2 separate regions of the Sus scrofa genome follow, and region 2 is linked to region 1. The links are chromatin contacts, called in public promoter capture Hi-C maps. All regions are on one chromosome and are shown on one strand. The core of a region is the stretch at or near the end of the contact, and the rest is flanking DNA. Distances in the headings are between cores, read along the strand shown. Region 1 has its middle 32 kb from the start of MFSD6. Region 2 overlaps NEMP2 (nuclear envelope integral membrane protein 2).

Region 1 (5,409 bases), core at 1,194-3,693:
AAATATGCATAAAGAAAAGTGACCTGCCACTCCTCCCATGTCTCCCTACCCCCAATGAGGTAACTAATGGGTGTGGCATGGGAAAATAGCTTCCAAGTATACAGCCATGCAGGCTGTCCCAGAAGTCCGTGCACAGAAAGGCTCAAAGACAAAATTAGAGTGTTGAAATCACATGGCTTATTGAATCAATTTAACCGGCAAAGTAAGAAGTCAGGGGATAGAGGGTAGATTAACTCAATTGGGCTAGGGTACAAGCAGGTGGTCTATTTTATGAAACATGCATAGAACCTGTGCCCTTCTCCACCCCACCCCCACCCCCACCCCCATGAGCCTTCCATGTGCTGATGGTACCATTACAAGGACCAGAGTTGAGGTTGAAGGAGGGGAACTGACTGTCACGGGGTGCCTGGTGCCAAAGCCAAAGCAAGCTTTCTCTATTGAGAGACCAGGGGCAAGGGTAGCTGGCCATCATGCCAGCTGGCCAGTTAGCCTGATGAGCAGCTGGGGATTTTATCTGTATTTCTCAAGCCGAGAACATATGGAAGCTGTGCAGGTGCCACCAGTGGGTGGTCATTTGAAGTCTTCCTGAACACTGAGTACCTAATATGCCTCATGAATATTTACTGTTTCAAGAATTTTTGGTGCTTCTTTGGACCTTCCAACCCTTCCTCTCCATTTCAGCTCATACATGCACTACTTACTTTGTCTTACAAACAACTTGCTTTTATGTCATTTCATTCTCCTCCTTGCATTTGTTTCCTTTGGCAGAAATGATTATTCTTAAATAACAAAGTAAACAATATAGTACGTAATATGAGAACAATACCAGGGAACACTTAGGCAGTACTTACCTGTGCAAAGCACGGTTCAAAGCCCTTTGCCTGTATTTATTGATTTACATACAAGTAAGCACTGTTATGACCCCATTCTACAAATGAGGAAATTGGTGCATATAAAAGTGAGGTAACTTGACCAAGCTCACACCACAAGCAAGTGATAGAATCTGCATTCAAAACTAAGGAGTCTGGCTTTAGGACCCTGGGCCTTAACTAGTCCCTTTTCCTAGTTCCTGCAAATTCTTACAAACATGTATATTCACATATGGAGGGTTGAAGATTTTAAGGCAAATGGTGTGATCTACATTTCTCTCTCGGCAACACTGGACACTAATTGACCATCCCCCCCTTGAAACTCTTCCTTCTCACAGCCTTCTGTGATCCACAGCCCTGGGTTTTGCTCTTCCTCCTTGGCTCCTCCCCTTTGTATGCTCCACTTTGGCTTTGTCCTAGGCCTTTCTTCTCTTTTTTTCTGTGACTACTCTCACCCCCTCCCTTGGCTTTAATCACCGAATATTTGAGGCTGTCCCCCCAATCCCGTTCTCTGGGGAAGCTTCTCTCCTGAGTGCCAGATCCATATGGCCAAATCCAGTGATTGTTTTACCCATCTTCCACCCCTCCCCTACTGGCCTTTACTTCTGGGTTCCCAAACCATCATCCACCCAGTTACACATACCATCCACCTGCACTCATTGCTCCCTTCACCCTTATCCCCACACCCAGCATATTGGTTTTCCATGCTACTATAACAAGTTACCGCAAATCTATGGAATTAATGCAACACAAATTGAGTATCTTACATGTCTATAAATTGGAAGTCCAAAATGGGCTTTACTGGGCTAAAATCAAGGTGTCTGTAGGACAGCATTCCACCTGTAGGCTTTAGAGGAGCATCCACTCTTTTGACTTTTCCAGCTTTTAGAGGCTTCTTGGCTCATGGCCCCTTCTTCCATCTTCATAGCACATCACTCTCACCTCTGCTTCAGCAGCCACATTGCCTTTTCTGACTCTGACCCTCCCCCCTCCCTTTTACATGGTCCCTTGTGATTACACTGGGCTCACCTTGATAGTCCAGGACATCCTCCTCCTCTCAAGACTTTTTTTTTTTTTTTTTTGTCTTTTTGTCTTTTCAAGGCTGCATCCATGGCATATGGAGGTTCCCAGGCTAGGGGTCAAATCGGAGCTACAGCTGCCGGCCTATGCCACAGCCACAGATCTGAGCCACGTCTGCGACCTGTACCACAGCTCACGGCAACACCAGAGTCTTAACCCACTGAGCAAGGCCAGGAATCAAACCTGCAACCTCATGGTTCCTAGTTGGATTTGTTTCCTCTGCGCCATGAAAGGAAATCCCAAGAACTTTAATCATAGTTGCAAAGTCCTTTTTGCGATGTAAGGTAACATAGTCAAAGTTTCCTGGGATTAGGACATGGACATCGCTAGGAGGCTGTGATTTTGCCTACCATGCCCAGTAAATGCCAAGCCAGGTAGTGTCCACCTTTCAAAGTTTTCCTGGAATTTGACCTCTTCTCCCTATCCCTGTGCTATGCTAATCTATGAGGTAATCTTCCCTCTGCCTATGACAACCACTCCTCTGGCCTCTCTGGCTCACCATGTTTTCTGATTCAATCAATTTTCCCTACTATAACCAAAGTAACCTTTAAAAACATCAGACTGTGTAATTTCTTTGCAGTCTCACTGGGTTGCGCAACACCACGGGGCTCCATTCACACGGTCCTGTGCCTCCCGGATGTGCTACCAGCAGACCTTAATTCTCTACTTAAACCTATCCAAGGCCCCCGTTACTATAACAAAGAGATTCAAAAGTCCAATAGCTAAAAAGGATTAGATTTTTTTTTTTTCTCATCTGACAGTCCACAGGTAGGGACCCCACCTCCCACACAACACCTGGATTCCATGTCTGGTCCAGGGTGACCTGCTCAGGTCTCACCATTTTCAGCACATGGATGAGGAGAGTTCAAGCACAGTCACTTAAATGGAAACCCTGGCATTTGCACACATCACATCCATGTATATCCCCTTACCCGAAACAGTCACATGTCCACATCTGAGTGTAAAGGAGAGAAACATAATCTTTAGCTAAATGGCCAAATACCCAGCTGAATTCCATTGCTACAAAAGAAAGGGAGAATGGATTCTGGGAATCCACCAGCAGTCTTCCACAGGAAGGAAAACAACATGTTCTGCAAGAGAAAAATGGAAGAACATAATTTAGATCAGAGGATGGAGGAGGCCTCTTTGAGGAAGTAGCAGTAAAGTGAGGCCTGAGGCATAAGTAGGAGATGGCCAGGGAAAGAGTTCTGGAAAGACTTTTCCCCGCAGAAGGAGCAGCCTTGAAGCAGCAGAGATCTAAGCTTTGATGACTAGACCAGAGTGAGTGTTGGGTTAAGGGGAAATTCCAAGAGATGAGATTGGAGAAGTAAGCAGGAGCCAGGTCAGGCAATAACCTCAGCATCATGTCAAGCATTTTGAATTTTAACTTAGATTCGGTGAAATCCATTGAAGAATGTCTAGGGGATCTGATTTGTGCATTTGAGAGATGGCTATGGCTGCTGTGTGGAGAATGGCATGGAGAGAGCAGAAGTGGAAGGGAGGCTTGGTTGGAAAGTAACCAGCAGTGAGAAGACAGATAAGCAGTGGTTCTGACCAGAGTGGTAGCAGTGGGGATGGAGAGAAGCAGATGAATTCAAGAGAGTTTTCGAAAGTGTATCTGCACACTAGGTGATATATTGAGTGTGGGAGGCAAGGGAAAGGTGGTGTAAGAATGACTCACAAGTTTCTGGCTTGAGCGACTGGGTGGATTGTGATAAACTTTGGTGAGAGGGAGAAGGCTGTGGGAGGAGCAGGTTGGAGAGAAGAAAGGAAGAGTTCACATGTTGGCATAAGAACTTGGAGATGCCTGTGAGACTTGCAGCTGGGAAGTAATCAATTAAGTCTGTGAGTCCAAAACTCAGAAGGGAGGGTTGGACATGGCAATAATCAGCACTGAGCTGCTTTTTAGAATCATGGAAATGAAGGGGTCACCAAGAGAGAGAATATACTGAGAACGCTGGGAAAGGCCAACATTCACCAGGGTATAGGAGCAGGAACTGTGGATAAGCCATAGAAGTAAGAGGAAACAGGAGGATTGTTGCCGAAGCCCAGAGAAACAGGAGTGAATGGGTAGCCCACTAGCCCTCCTTCAGACCCAACTGAACCTATGTCCTGCACAGACGAAGCTTGCTGACCTTCCACCGCTTCAAGTACCAGATACCTTCTCTATCACAGCACTTAAATACTATTGTAATGACCTGTCTCCCATGCTGGTCTGTGAGCTGCTTAAAGAAGGGAAACAACTTGTTCAAGATTTGGATTAATTGTATTGTTCTGTATTATGTGTATTAGTTAGCATGTAGAGTCCAAATTCAGTGATTTAAACAAGATAAAAGCGGAGTTCCCATCATGGCACAGTGATTAACGAATCTGACTTAGGAACCACAAGGTTGCGGGTTCGATCCCTGGCCTTGCTCAGTGGGTTAAGGATCCGGCGTTGCCGTGAGCTGTGGCGTAGGTCGCAGACTCGGCTCAGATCCCGCACTGCTGTGGCTCTGGTGTAGGCCGGTGACTACAGCTCCGATTAGACCCCTACCCTGGGAAACTCCATATGACGTTGGAGCCCAAGAAATGGCAAAAAGACAAAAAAAAAAAGATAAAAGTATGTTTCTCCCTCATATAAAATTTAGGGAAATAAGTCTCTCAATGGTGTTGAGAACCAGGGATTTCTGCTCTTTTGAGCTTATTGTTCTGTTGTTTTCAACATAAAGCTTCCCTCTCAAGGGCCAGCATGGCAGCTCCAGCTCTTCCTATTGTGTTCACACTCCAGTCATTGGGAAAGAGAAAAGGAGAAGGGGAAGGCATGTTCCTTCCTTTTAAGAATATCACCAAAGGTTGTGCATATTAACTTCTATTTCGATTCCAGTGGCAGAACTCAGTTGCATAACCACATCCAGCTGCTAGGAAAGCCCAGAGAGGTAGTCTTTAACTAGTAGCCATGTGCACAGATAAAAACTTTATTACTATAAAAGGAAGAGAGAACAGATACTAGATGCAGCCAGCAACCCGGACATGCCATTGTAACGGTATCGCAGAACCTGACTGTTGCAATATGTGTGAGTGAGCATAGAGAAAGGTGTCGAAGAATAAACATAAGCTCTTGGAAGTGATTACCTCAGGTGGGAGCGAAAGGAAGAAAGGGAGAGGAGATAAATATTTGTTGAATAAACGGATGATAGTAAATGGATAAACTCAGTGGTGACGATATTAATGACGTTAGTTCCTTTTAGCTCCCCCTTCCATCCCTTTTCTTTCCTTGGCACGGGCTTCATGGAGAAAGTGGGACTTATACTGGATTTAAAAGATGACTTAAAATGTAAATAGGAGGAAAGAAGGTTAACTTACAGAAACATTTTATTCTGTTATCTTTTTGCTTAATTCTCTTGAGTTTTCCAGAGATGGATGATCATATCGACCTACAAATAACAGTGCTGTGGTCTCCTTTCCGATACTTATACCT
Region 2 (5,409 bases), core at 2,039-4,538, 100 kb before region 1:
GTCATATCGGAGCTGTAGCTGCCTGCCTATGCCACAGCCACAGCAATGCCAGATCCAAGCCATCCGTGACCTACTCCACAGCTCACAGCAATGCCGGATCCTTAACCCATTGAGCAAGGCTAGGAATCAGACCCTCATCTTCAGGGATACTAGTCAGGTTTGTTACCACTGAGCCACAATGGGAACTCCCCAAAACATTTTTTATACTCATTGACAAATATATGTTAAAACCATTTCATCATTCCCATTTTTATGACATTCTTCCCTTTAGGATTTTCCTAGTTGGAAACAAATTCCAATGCATGCCCTTCAGCATGTAGCAAAGGAAAAATTGTTATAAGTCATTGTATAGAGTTTACTCCCTCTCAAAAGTTAGTCAGAATCACCACCACTAGGTGGAGGCGATATCCCACAGATCTTCCCGGCTGCTCTGTTAAGTGGCAGGTGTTTTTGCTGGGTCTCCATAAAAGGACATAACAAAGGCTTGCATTTGTTAGCGCCCAAGAAAATCTGCAAGGCAGACTTTTAATTGTCCGATGGTGTGATTTGAAATCACTAAGGAAGACACATAGAGGATCTATTAGAAATGGATCCTCAGTTGCCTTAGGACATTATTTAGGATGGTCTAGGAAGAGGAGAAATGTACTATTAGACCCAGACTACATATTCTACAAACCTCAGTCATGAGAACGGTAATAGAGTCTAGCATGATATAGAGGAAGTGAAGAATTATTACCATTACTGTCTAAGAAATGTATTTTTATAAATCTTAAGGGTTGAATTGAGCAACCAAATATGGCCAGGAATCTAGCAACCAAATGCCACCTGTTTTAGGAAAATGAAGAACTGGTTTACATCAGAAAAGCTGGTGGTTAAGTATCTTACTGAAGACGAATACAGGGAACAGGCCGATGCTGCAACAACCCAAGCTCTGGAGGAGCTGCGCCAGGCCTGCCGCAGCCCTGGCTTCCCATCCTGGCTGGCCGTCTCCAGGCTCCAGGAGCCGAAAAAGTAAGTCCCGCTCAGCTGCCTGAACCAGCCTGAGTTGGAGCTACTGTGCAATACCATGACATTTTGGCTCAGATACTTCAGGCTAGAAACAGACAGCTTCCCTGGATAACAAATGATGCAGAAGCTGTCAGAGCGTCTTCTTTTGCCCCAGTGCTCTGACTCGCACCATGGAACCCTCAGCATCAGTATCACTCTTGATCTGATGTGCTTTATCGGGAGAGGGTGGGATGGGTGGTGTCACCTGCCCCTCACTCTACGGGTATGGAAGGTCATTTGTAAAGTTCACCAGGAAAGCCATCTCTGTCCCCAACATCTTTTCCTTACTGCTTCTACTTCTGCATGGCTTTATCCAAATGACAGTGTCCTCCAAGATCGAAGGGGGAAGTATTTACACAAAAATAATGAATAAGTCATATGTTTAATAAGAACAAAGGAATTAGAAAACACAGGTGGGTATCTTTGGCAGCATTCTGTCCTTCTGAGTCTGCCCACTTCTCTACCTTTTCCCTGAATATCTGGATAAGGAACACATAGGCCATGCCCGTTTTTATACCTACTGTGTAAATGCCATCGTCTATTGATGCAAAGTCAAAAATTTAGTTAAAGGGGAAAAGTAGCAGGGGAACATGTTATCTTTCATATAAACCTTTCTATGATAACATTAACTTTGTTTAAAACAAAAAAAAAATCTTACTAGGTTTGCAGACTTTGTTCTTGGAGGAAGCCACTTGTCACCTGAAGAAATTAGTCTGCATGAAGAACAGTATGGCCTTGGGGGTGCCTTCTTGGAAGAGCAGCTCTTTAACCTGAGGACTCCTGACAGTCTACCTGCACACTGATAATCATTCTGGACAAGGAAGGGCAGAGATCCTATTAAAGGTGGGCAGAACCATTCTAGAGAACAGTGGCAAGAGCATTTGCTGTGGAGAAAAGTCAAATCACGCTGGAAAGGAACTGTGTTAGAGATAATCCTTCTTGGCTACTTCTGCAAATTGTACTGTAGGTGACCTACAAGATTCTGTGATGGTCACTACCACTTTCCTTGAATGAAGAGTTTCATTAGGAAGAAGGAATTATGTTGATCTTTAAGGGGCCAATTAATATTAATAGGTGCCTTATCAACTCCAGGGCATTAAATCCTCTCATTTCCCAGGACCTGCGTCAGAAGATTCTGCATTGCTTTTCCTATGTGTGATCAATGTAAGTGCTAGAAGAGACACGAGATAATGCTGGACCAGTGTTTTCCAAAGTGTAGTCCACAGGATGGTAATAAGCATCAGTGGATAAAGGGATCCTGAGGTCAACTAATACTGATACAGGATAAACAAATGTACTGCAGGACTTCTCAGAGCCTTTAGTAATGCTAATGCACACTGCGAATCTCCGAAGAGGAGAAACTGTGCTCAGCAGTGTCTGACTTACTTTGACCACAGAACCCTTTTTTCATGAGATTAATATTCCTTGGAACACATGTTTGGGAACTGCTGATGATGGAGGAGGAGTTGAGCTTTGGGGAGGTTAACTAACTTCTCCGAGACCACAAAGCTTTTCAGAGGCAGCTCTAGTGCTAGAACTCCAGCCCTATGGTTTTGTACCACTCAGGTAGAAGAGACCTTTAGAAGCAAGCCAAGGGGCCATCTCTCCATAGCCTTGGGTCTCACAATGTTGGTAACTCTTTTATTTTTAATTTTTAAATAATAGCCAACTAGCTGTTTGATAACTATAATAAAGAGAAACATTTTCCTAAGATTATATTTTAAAGTTTTGATAAGACTTTTATAGTCATATATAAAGATCAGAAATTAGAATTACTTCTCATAGGGTTTTCTGTATGTTGAAATTGAAAGCATTTAACCTCTTGTGACATTTTAAATTGAGTGGCCTATCTTTTAAAATTGTTTATTAGTTATATATGTTTATAACAATTTCCTACAAAACAGGTTTGTGATCTTTCTTACAGAGAACAAATCTTTTTTTCTTGATTCCTAATGTTATATTCAGAGTGAAATGAGGGACTAACTGTGAGCTCTGACCCTGAGGAAAAGAAGCCAAAACAAGGCATGAGAAAAGATCTGAAAGTGGCAAAGCAACCTAAGGGTTGAGAAGTTGCTGGATTGATTCTCTGTAAGAATCAGGTATGGGCCCTTTTGCTGTGAGGTCATAAAGAGTAGCCGCATAATGAATGAGGACTAGAAGAAGGGTTATGGAGGAGGAACATACAGATAATTTCCTGCTTTCCTGAGCCAAATTTAGTAGAGTTTTTCTATGTTGTTGCATAAGAGCGTGGCTGCCCATTTGGAACTGTCAGATTGATTTTCAAATATTTCCTCTTTGAAGCAGTGTGTCAGTATTTTACAGGTCTTTTTGCCAGACACCTTGTAATGTCAAGAGCTTTGCTATTTTTGTGAAATGTACTCAGTTTAATCTGCTTTCACATAGACTTTGATATAAAAGTCAAGACATTTTCCATTTGGATTTAGGATGACGATGACCGTTTTAGAAGTGTAAATGGTTCTTAACGTCATTTTTGTCACAGTTTAATCAGTTCTTTTTTTTATAATTCTATTTATTGGTGCTTTATTATAAATATATGAGACGAGTTTGTGGTTGTGCTCACTCTGTTCACCTCCCAGGAGGTGGTGTGTGTACTACCCCGTGTGTGTGTGTGTGTGTGTGTGTGTGTGGTGTGTACAGCCTGCTGGGGACATCCCAGCCAAGACAGCCGCTAGGCCTACCTGCACCAGGGTGAAGAGGTGCCAGTGATGGAAGGAAGCAGCTTCTGGTGGGCCAGCAAGCTGATGTCACCATGTTTACTGTTACAAAATACCTAAAGAAAGAGAAAAAGAGCTATGGTCTTTGGGGACATTGTTTTTCATGTTTTAGAGGAAGTCATGGATTTGTCTCTTTCTGTTATGTGAGTCCTGTAAGAAGCTAAACAATTAAAAGCATTACTTGTGATATAGCTGGTGTATTTCTGTTGTGTTCATTTCAATCAGGGTTTATTACAGCGCTGAACTCAGCTCTAGTCCCCATCAAACATGTATAATTCCTCTACGAGATCTGTTTTCTCTTCTTCCCTTCTTTGTCTCTCTCTCTCTACCTCTCTCCCCACCCCTCTTCTTTTTCTTTATTTATTTAAAGGCCTTTAAATGGTTTAAATGATCATTTCGTAAAAGGCTCTGCCCTTCGCAGGAGGATGACAGTTGGCTCTGTGCCTCACCACCATAGGTGTGCAATTAGGGAGCACAGCAGAACTTTTATTGTGTTAGCACTTACAGGAGCTGCCTCACAAAAGCTCACTGTTGTTAGCAAATTGGACATTTGACACCAGAACATGTGGGTGAGAGCAGTAGTGTAGGTGGCCATGCTTAAACAATCATATCATTCAATGTGATTTGTAAAAGGTCTTAAAACACATTTTACATATCACAAAAAATGCTTTGTGAATTACTTGTATAGTTTGCCAGTAATATTTAGGGCTGAATTGCAGGGGAGTGTCCATCTGACATTTAGGACAATATTTGAATTTATGACTTAAAATCTAGAAATTTAAGAGGTTTGGAATAGCTGATGGGTTATATCAATATATCTAAACATGTGGAAGAATTAAGACCCCTGGAATGACATCAAGAAAAGAAAGGAGTTCCCATAGTGGCTCAACAGGTTAAGGACTCGACATGTTCTCCATGAGAATGCATGTTCCATCCCTAGCCTTGCTCAGTGGGTTAAGGATCTGGTGTTGCCAAAAGCTTTGGCGTAGGTCACTGATGTGGCTCATATCTGGTGTTGCCATGGCTGTGGCATGGGCTGCAGCTGCAGCTTTGATTCAAACCCTGGCCCAGGAACTTCCATATGCTCCAGGTGCAGCCGTAAAAAAGAAAAGCAGTCTTATATTACCCTGTGTGTGATTATTCTTCAGAGTTAGAGAAGCACAGCTTTTTTTTTTTTTTTTTTTTTGTCCAACTGAAAGAGAAAGATCCTATGCATAGGAAACTTAATCAGTGTGGAAATTTGAAGAAGCCTGTACCAAGATGGGTATTTTCACCTGACCCCAGGAGCAAGCTGCCTTCTGAGAGACCCTACTGGGTGGCGAGACCATTGATGAATTAACCATATGGTTGGGGACTTGTGGCCTTACTGATTCAGATCCCTGTTTTTGTCATTGCACTATAAGATGACCTGTCCCACATTAGCCAGTTCATATAGTCTGTCCATTTAGTGATCTACAGCCAAAAACATAACTGGCATAGGGATAAAATTACTTGAACTGATTTCAGAGAACCCCTAGATTCTCTGAAGACAGGTCTATGGGGAATCAAAATTGTAATAAACAGGTTTCTTGGTGAACAGAAAGAAAACAAAGGGAGTTTGCTATATAACTCACATGTTTAATGTCAA

Evidence for each region. Promoter capture Hi-C pulls out the DNA fragments that hold promoters and counts their contacts.
Region 2: a promoter capture Hi-C map of liver shows a contact between it and region 1, with 2.5 times the contacts expected there. The contact joins two enhancer-like sites. A contact is called at or near these places in 2 of 5 promoter capture datasets (fetal liver and liver) and 1 of 47 Hi-C or Micro-C datasets (skeletal muscle).

Annotation. Positions count from the first base shown.
Region 1 is chr15:95,008,360-95,013,768 of Sscrofa11.1, reverse strand. No RefSeq gene overlaps it. Among named protein-coding and RNA genes, the nearest start is that of MFSD6, 32 kb to the left of the region's middle. Within about 2 kb of position 2,443, at least 2 of the 83 cell types and tissues checked have an H3K27ac peak or open chromatin away from gene starts, as enhancers often do. A contact at or near this core is called in liver, where this site is marked.
Region 2 is chr15:95,109,695-95,115,103 of Sscrofa11.1, reverse strand. It overlaps NEMP2 (nuclear envelope integral membrane protein 2), which reads left to right. Exons shown (of 13, transcript XM_021076065.1): 12 at 835-1,011; 13 at 1,709-3,973. The coding sequence ends at 1,850. It also overlaps the pseudogene LOC110257151. Among named protein-coding and RNA genes, the nearest start is that of MFSD6, 70 kb to the right of the region's middle. Within about 2 kb of position 3,288, at least 1 of the 83 cell types and tissues checked has an H3K27ac peak or open chromatin away from gene starts, as enhancers often do. A contact at or near this core is called in liver, where this site is marked.